Linked DNA regions of Callithrix jacchus: region 2 is linked to region 1. Evidence: chromatin contacts called from public Hi-C data. All regions are on one chromosome and are shown on one strand. Each heading gives the region's core, a stretch centred on a gene start, on an enhancer-like site or on the middle of the called end of the contact. The rest is flanking DNA. Distances are from core to core; before and after follow the strand shown. Region 1 has its middle 17 kb from the start of EIF4G2. Region 2 overlaps LOC144578124 (a long non-coding RNA gene).

Evidence for each region. A called contact is a pair of places that touch in the nucleus more often than the background predicts.
Region 2: a contact with region 1 is called in a Hi-C map of skeletal muscle, with 4 times the contacts expected there. The contact joins two enhancer-like sites. A contact is called at or near these places in 2 of 3 Hi-C or Micro-C datasets (induced pluripotent stem cells and skeletal muscle).

The regions. Positions count from the first base shown.
Region 1 is chr10:76,640,023-76,644,027 of calJac240_pri, forward strand. No RefSeq gene overlaps it. Among named protein-coding and RNA genes, the nearest start is that of EIF4G2, 17 kb to the right of the region's middle. Within about 2 kb of position 1,294, at least 1 of the 16 cell types and tissues checked has an H3K27ac peak or open chromatin away from gene starts, as enhancers often do. A contact at or near this core is called in skeletal muscle, where this site is marked.
Region 2 is chr10:76,771,836-76,775,814 of calJac240_pri, forward strand. LOC144578124 (a long non-coding RNA gene) reads left to right here. Exons shown (of 4, transcript XR_013523304.1): 2 at 3,047-3,226. Among named protein-coding and RNA genes, the nearest start is that of ZBED5, 62 kb to the left of the region's middle. Within about 2 kb of position 1,841, at least 1 of the 16 cell types and tissues checked has an H3K27ac peak or open chromatin away from gene starts, as enhancers often do. A contact at or near this core is called in skeletal muscle, where this site is marked.

The DNA.
Region 1 (4,005 bases), core at 44-2,543:
AACATGAAAGATCTTGGGCAGGTACTTTACTTCTCTGAGCCTCAGTTTCCTCATCAGTAAAATGGGGATAGTGAAGCACCTGCCTCAAGAATGTTGGGAAGGTCACAAGGGATGACTACCCTGATGCACTTGGTCTAGCCTGGCATATGCTAAATCCTCAGTAAACGTTCGCTAGTAATCATAATACATCCTAGCAGAGCTCAGGACATAGTGCTGGCACTGGCTGGTCTTCAGGAAGGATTGATATTAACAAATGATAAAAAGCAATCCTCCAAAGATAGCCCATCCCACTCAGCATAAAAGTCAAAGTCGTTACTGGGTCTGACTAATTTTCTGCATTGGCTGGTGCCCTTCTCCCCAGCTTTCCACTCTGCTTGGCCAAACTGTTCCTCAGACAGGCCAGGTGCGTTCCCAATCTCAGGGCCTCTGGCTTGGCCTTCCCTCCAGGCAATGTTCTTCCTCCAGATGGCTGTGGAGTTCACTCCCTGGTGTGTCTTAGGTCTTTGCTCAAAGACCACCTCCTCCTGAGGCCATCCCAGAACCCCCTCTTTCAAGCAGCACTCACTCCACTCCCTAGCCCTTATTCTGCATCCCTAAATACAGCACTTTTTACTGCCTGGCACTGTGCGTTTGCTGATTTATTCTCTCTCTGCTATCACCCAGAATGTTTGTTCCAGAAGACTGTCTCATCATCACTGTTACATCTCTGGCACTGGAGTAGCCTCTGGCACATGGTCAGTACTCAGTACATATTTGCGAGACACATTGACTTGTAGAACAGTTCCACAGCTGTCCATCACGGCTGTTCCATACCTATCTATGCAGCCCCTTGAAACATACCGGAGAGCTGGGCAGACCAAGGATAATCTAACAGGTAAGTCAAATAGAGCAGCCCGGGGAGGTGCAGCGATTGGCCTGGGCTCCCGGAACTGATAAGTGAGGAAGCTGGGGCCTGCGCTCTGCTCTGTGGCTCCGCAAACTGCACAGCTGACCTGAGCAGCAAATCCAGGAGCCACTACTTATCTACCAGTCACATCGTCGTGTCATGCACCGTTGACAGGAGCCCAAGCCCAGGGCAACATTCTCACTTACCGCTCTCCAGGAGCGGAGCGTGATCGCTGGGTGTTGGTCTTGCCTCCGCATCCAAGAGCCACAGCCTAGCAACCCCGACCTGCCAGGGTGGTCTCCCGGAAGCCCGGCAGAGGGCGCTGTGGGGATAGCGTTGCTGATCTGTCGGGGGCCTGGGTCCAACTCAGCCCCCTGCGCTCCCGCTGGATCAGGACCGGCAAGGGCAGGGCTGCGGGGTGGGGCAGCCTGTGGGAGCTGTGTGACCTGTGGGACTTCAGTGTCTTGTGTCCGCTACTCTCTGCCCTGTACTCAGGTGTCTCCTCGTCCAGAGCTCTTGCATTTTCTGGAGGGCTTTGCTGGGAAAATTGTCTCTTAAGCTAGTGAGAAAAGGGGTGGGAAAGAGATTTGTGAACTGTGTCCCCCTCGGCCCCCTGGAGGCTGACAGCCACAGCTGGTCCACACCACCCACTGCAACAGGAGAAGGAGGCCCTCACAGCTGCCAGATGGAATCTGTCCATCTGGTGTGGAGTGGAGAGGGAATGGGAGCTCTGAGGAGCCAGGAGGAAGGCGAAGTTGGGTCACCAAGCAGAGAAGACCCTCCTCTGCCTGGAAAGCTGTCCCTCGCATGTTTGCAGGAAAAACTACATCTCAGCTTCTTCATGATGTTTCCTCCTTTCAGCTCACAAGGCACCTGTCACCACTCCGAGGGGACCATCACCTGGCCCTGTCACTGTCTGAGCTGGAGGGAAGAGGCTGAGTCTTCCTCATCGTTGTACCCCAGCCCCTAGAGCAGGTAGGCACAGGAGGCACACACTTTTGAATGCACACATGAATATGTTAATGTGGGGAGCTGGGTGCTTTGTCATTGGATTGGAAGTGCTGGGAAATGGTCGAGGGTGAGACAATCACAAATGAGAAAAGCTCTAGTCGTTTCAACAAGCATTCATTTTCTTTTCTTTTTATTAAAGATAGTGTTTTACTTTGTTGCCCAGGCTGGAGTGCAATGGTGTGATCATGTATCACTACAGACTCAACCTCCTTTGCTCAAGCAATCCTCCCACCTCAGCCTCCTGAGTAGTTGGGACTGCAGGGTGTGTACCACCACACCTGGCTTTTTTTTTTTTTTTCTTTTTCTGAGAGATGCGGTCTCACTATGTTGCCCAGGCTGTTTTCAAACTCCTGAATGCAAGTAATCCTCCTGCCTTAGCCTCCCAATGCACTGACACTCCAAGGGTGAGCCATCATGCCTGGCTTCAACAAGCCTGTATTGATAACTACCCTGTTTTTAGTTTCTGTCTAGTGAACTGGGACAAACAGTTACAAGGTATTTTTTGTTTACAATTTATTGTATCAACTATAGTAACTCACTTAGGGTTACCATGAAGTGAATCGTTTGTTTCAAGGCCACCCTTTTACACAGGACTCTTTCTGGACCCTGAACCTAATTTTGTATTCTTTTCGTTTAAGAGTTCCCCTGTCCCATAGATGTATAAAATTCAGGTTCCACAAAATCTGGATTCACTATTGCATTCAATACCTATTTATTGGTCCATAATATGGAAATAGAAGGATGACTCAGAGAGACATACTCCTCCCCTTCCTGGAGCTCTTCTCAGGACAGTGGCAGGACAGGCAGGAAGCAGGTGGCTCCAGGCAGTGTAGGACATGTTGAGAGGAGAAACTGGAGTACAGAGGGCCCTCATAGTAGACAGTTATCTTTTGGGGGGTCTGTTCACCCAATTCCCTTCCACAGTTCCAGTTTCCCCCTTGGTGGGAGTCAGGGTCTGCTTGACACAACAGAGGCTCAGAATGCTAGATCCTGGCTCCAAAGCCAAGGCAGTGAGGAGTGGGCACATGATCCAAGCTCTGTCAACTGTGAGCTTTTGCTTGGGACTCCAAACCTGCACCTGCCATTACTGAGATATTGGCAGGGGAAGCTCTAGGATCTAATGGGGCTGGTTATGACCCTGCCCCAGCCAGTGGGGATTATGGGAGATACAATTCAAGATGAGACTTGGATGGGGACACAGCCAAACCATATCATCGTCCATTTCTAAGCCTGGTTCTCTGGGCTTCCAGTGGGTCTCTTAAGTGGAGTTCCAGTAAACACTTCCTTTATACTTCTTTGTCCAGATTACATTTCTCTCCTTTGCAACCAAGGATCCTGACTGGTACAAATTCCCAACTCAGTCTTGGCAGAGGAAGTCATGTTTCTCAAGAGTGGGACATTTATGCTAACACCTGAAGGAGCTAGATGAAGGGGGATGCAGAGGTGTGAACAGCAATGTTTCAGGCAGAGTAGCCTGTGCAAAGGCCCAGAGAAAAGGAGATTAAGGGAAATGTAAAAGGTGGCAAACAGCAGATGGCTCAGGACCATAATTGTTAGATTAAGGAATGTGAACTTAAAAAAAAATTGTTTTGAGACAGGGTCTGATTCTGTCACCCAGGCTGGGATGCAGTGTTGCCGTCATGGCTCACTGGAGCCTCAACCTCCTGGGCTCGTGATCCTCCCACGTCAGCCTCCTGAGTAGCTAAGAGCACACCACACCTGGCTAATTATTTTTTGTAGAAACAGAGTTTTGCCATTGTAGAGACAGGCTGGTCTTGAACTCCTGGCTTCAAGTGATCCTCCTACCTCAGCCTCCCAAAATGCTGGGATTACAGGCATGAGCCACCACACCTGGCCAGGAATTTGAACTTAATTCTGAGGAAAGTCGGGAGCCATTCACAGGCGCAGAAAGAACCAGACTTTGAGAAAGTTTACTTGGATTGCAATGTAGAGAATGGACTGCAACAAAAGCAAGGTGAGGAAGGGAGTCCTTTTACTGCAGTCACTTAGGCATGAGATGATAGTGCTGGGACTAAGGTGATGGCAGTGGGGAGACATGGAGAGAAGTGAAGTTTCAATAGCTGTAACGCAGGTATGGATAGAATGTG
Region 2 (3,979 bases), core at 591-3,090, 130 kb after region 1:
ACTTTGCACAGGAATACTAAGCTAGTATATTTAGTAGTTTCATGGGAAAGGCCACCTGATTGACAGTCAAGCTGTTTTGAAAAGTCATTTGACAATTCCAGTTTTTTATCTGCCTTCTCATCTAATGGACAAAAGATATTTTTCCTCTCATGGTGATTTTATCCTGTTTTGAAGTCATATCAGGCCATTAATGCTGTCTAACTAAGGTTTCAAGGGTGCATCCTAAAAAGGCTTGAAAAAAATCCAGTACACAAATTACAGCAGACTTCCTGGAGGAGGAAGGCTTGTTGGGACCTGTATTTGGGTACTGGCATTTGGATTCATTCAAGTAGGCAGGAATGAACAGACTGTACACACTTTGTAGGGACAAAAACCATTTGGAGTAACTTGTCTTAAGCCAGCACAGCGTAAAACCACTTGTACACAAAAGGAATAAAACTAGGAAAAGTGAAAACCTATTACCCCACCTTATTCATAAAGACATTTCCCCATCAGTGAACGTAATGCTTTTTGATCAATATGTGTTTACCCTTATAAGAAGCCTCTGTTTAGGGTCTTGCCAATATCAGGGATATATCTTCTCTGGTGTAGGCCAATGTAGATTCTTTTTTTTAAGGAATGAGATGCCTATTTCAGGCACAAGGACCTAGAGACAAGTCAAAGGAATAGTCTTTGTTCACTTTTTTTCTCTATGGAAAGTGTTACTGAGCAACATTCAGATGCAATCTGTACTGTTTTTCAGTTTGTCACCAAAGGTGGGGTTGTTCTGGAAGTTTGAATAGGATAAGCTGGGATGGTCTAGTTGGTCTTAGTGAGTAAACATAGACGTTAGTTCCCTGCTCTGGCCAAGGTTTTTCTGGCCAAGTTCTATTTTTATTTTTATTTTTTTGAGACAGGGTCTCACTCTGTTGCCCAGCTAGAGAGCAGTGGTGTGATCTCAGCTCGTTGCAACCTCTACCTCCGGGGTTCAAGCGAGTCATGTGTCTCGGCCTCCCAAGTAGCTGGGATTATAGGCATGCACCACCATGCTCAGCTAATTTTTGAATTTTTAGTAGAGATGGGGTTTTGCCATGTTGGCCAGGCTGGTTTTGAACTCCTGACCTCAGGTGATCGCCTTGGCCTCCCAAAGAGCTGGGATTATAGGTATGAGCCACTGCGCATGGCCATGGCCAAGTTCTATGAGCACTATTAAGGTTCTTTACCTCCCTGGGGGAAGAAACTGGAGTGTTCCCTGTTGGAGTGAGCAGTCCCAGGGGGCAGGCTTTCTCTGTCCTTAACAAGAATACTTAAAGTGTGTAATTGAATATAATTGCTGGACAAGGGGAAGTTATTACAGAAATCTTGCACCTCTTTCATGTTCCACCTGTTGCAAGAAGTAGACTTCTGGAAGGGTGCACACACATGTGGTGGGACTTCAGCACAAGGGTTAGTCACAATTGTCTACCTCATTCATTTCCCATGAGGAGGAAAAAACTGTGAGGAGTGTTAGGAGGTGTTTGGGAATTTCTCCATGGCCCTCCAGGCCTTCTATATCAGATTAAGCCAGTAACTGAAGAAACACAAACTACTTTTACGTGAATTATGATGGCTCTAGAAAAATTGCGATTACTGGGTCATTCAAAGGTATAGCCAAAGAGCAATTCCAGAGAGGTGAAAATGAGGTTTTGGATTACTCCAGTTTGAAGTTCCCTTGGGATAAATACTGAGCATGGTGTCAACAGTAGTGCTACTTGGCCCTGTGCTCTGGGCTTTGCATGACTCAGGCCCCAAAAGCCCAGCTCAGTAACCCAGAGCTCCCTGAAAATATGATCTGTTGGTATAAGTGAACATACGTGGGCAACAGACTGAGCAGCCTCCAGAATAAGCCCTTGTTTGCCTTTAAAATCCTCTTGCTAAGGGCAGGACTTCTGTGCTATTTATTTTAAATCCCCAGCACCTGCCACAGGCCTGGCCCACAGCAGGTATCAACATCTGCTAGAAGGATGAACAGATGGATGAGTCAGCTGGCTAGACCAGTTCCAGCTGTCTCCAGTACTGGCTGCTTGGTGTTCATGAGTGTGCAGAGCTGTCCCTCAGCAATGAAAGACAATGTGATAGAGGCCGCTGTGGAGTGCAGAGTCTACCAGCTGGAGATTTGGAGTTAGCCACATCTGGGTACTAATTTTGCTATGCCACTTGTTAGTTGTGTGACCTTGGGCCAGTCACTTGATCTTTGAGCTTCTGTTTCCTCACATATAAAATGGGCATAATAAAATATACCTCAGTTGGCTGTCGGGAGAAGGGAATCAGATAATGCCTATAGAATGTTTAGCTAAGTCCCTGGCACACTGTGAGTGCTCAACAAATGGGGCTGTCTGGGATTCTATACATTTTTTTTTTTTTTTGAGACAGGGTCTCTTTCTGTCACCCAGGCTGGAGTGCAGTGGCACTATCTTGGCTCAGTGCAGCCTCCGCCTCCTGGGTTCAAGTGATTCTTGTGCCTCAGCCTCCTGAGCAGCTGGGATTACAGGTGTGCACCACCATGCCTGGCTCATTTTTTGGTATTTTTAGTAGAGGCAGGGTTTCACCATGTTGGCCAGGCTGGTCTTGAATTCCTGACCTCAAATGATCTGCCTGCCTCGGCCTCCCAAAGTGCTGGGATTACAGGTGTGAGCCACCGCACCCAGCCTGGATTCTATATGTTTATAGATGCAATACTATAGGCTAGAGAGTTCGCTTGGGAGGAACTGCACACATCACTGTGTCTAGAGGAGGGGGCATCATAGATTCTGGAGCCTGCAATGTAAGCCAGTGTGGTGGTCGGTGCTCAGTATTGTCCTGCAAGGGGTGTAAGTCATGAATCACAAGTGAAAGTCTCAGATGTCACATGTGTGGGGACATGGTAAGGGCAAGGCTGTGATGAGGTCACACTGCTAGATTCTCAGGATAAGAGTTATGGCTGAGTTTATGGAATATGAGGGATGGAAGTGAACTTTATTTGGGTCTGGTCTGGGTCTTGAATTTGATGGGGCTTCCTTATGAATCAAGGCATGATTCTATTCCACAGGGGTGGATCCTCCCTGCCAAGTGCCTTCAAGGGAACCACGTGACAGTTAAATTTGATTCAGGCAAGATGCACCTCTGGGCAAATTTTATTGAGTTCTACATGCCAGAAACTCCTACAATCTGTCATCTGAGAAAGCTCTGGAATATTGAGACAGGAGCCAAGCTCTGCCCTGTAAGCCAGGTGGGTGATGATTCTGTTTGTGAAATTTTAATTGCTCAGAAATGACTGATGGTGCTGTGACTGACTACTGAATTATACCTTTGGTAATTAGTCATTCACTCAACATTTATTTCTCTTCATTGCTTTCTTCTCAGATGAAATCATAGCAGTGAGCCCATATATTGGAGCCCACAATGTGTCAGGAGCATGGCATGCTTCTGTGCAGCCTTTTTCATTCTGTTTGCTTCCATATACGAAGTGTCTCTGCATGTGAGTCCAAGAGATTTGGTGACTTTTTAATATTCCCCAGAGTTACCTTTCAAAGCAGTGAGGTTACTTGAGTTCCAGCATAGAGGCTGGATTCAAATGCTGAGTAGGAACACTCGAGGGAAGATGCAGACTGCAGCTGTTGTTTAGCATCTTTGAGCATTAACTATTCTCACTCTCAGAAAATGGAGTATTTAGATAGCAGCCACTGGAGGAGGCCGCAGGTTTTAGCAAGAGAATAGTTTCACATTTAACAGCTATTAAACAAGTCATACCCTTCTTCCTGCAGTGTATAACTAAGGTCATTCAGTGGAGCTCATGGGAATAAACACACTTGGAGGAGATCAAATCCCAGTGTTCCTGGTCTATGGGGCATGAGTTCCCCAGAGTTACTCTTTCTGCAAGCAGCCAGCAAAGTGTGGTGATGCTGAGCTTTGAACTAGAGGTTGGGATATTGAAGTTAAAAATTCCCGCTCTGCCACTTACCTGCCAGGTGACTGTCAGGGC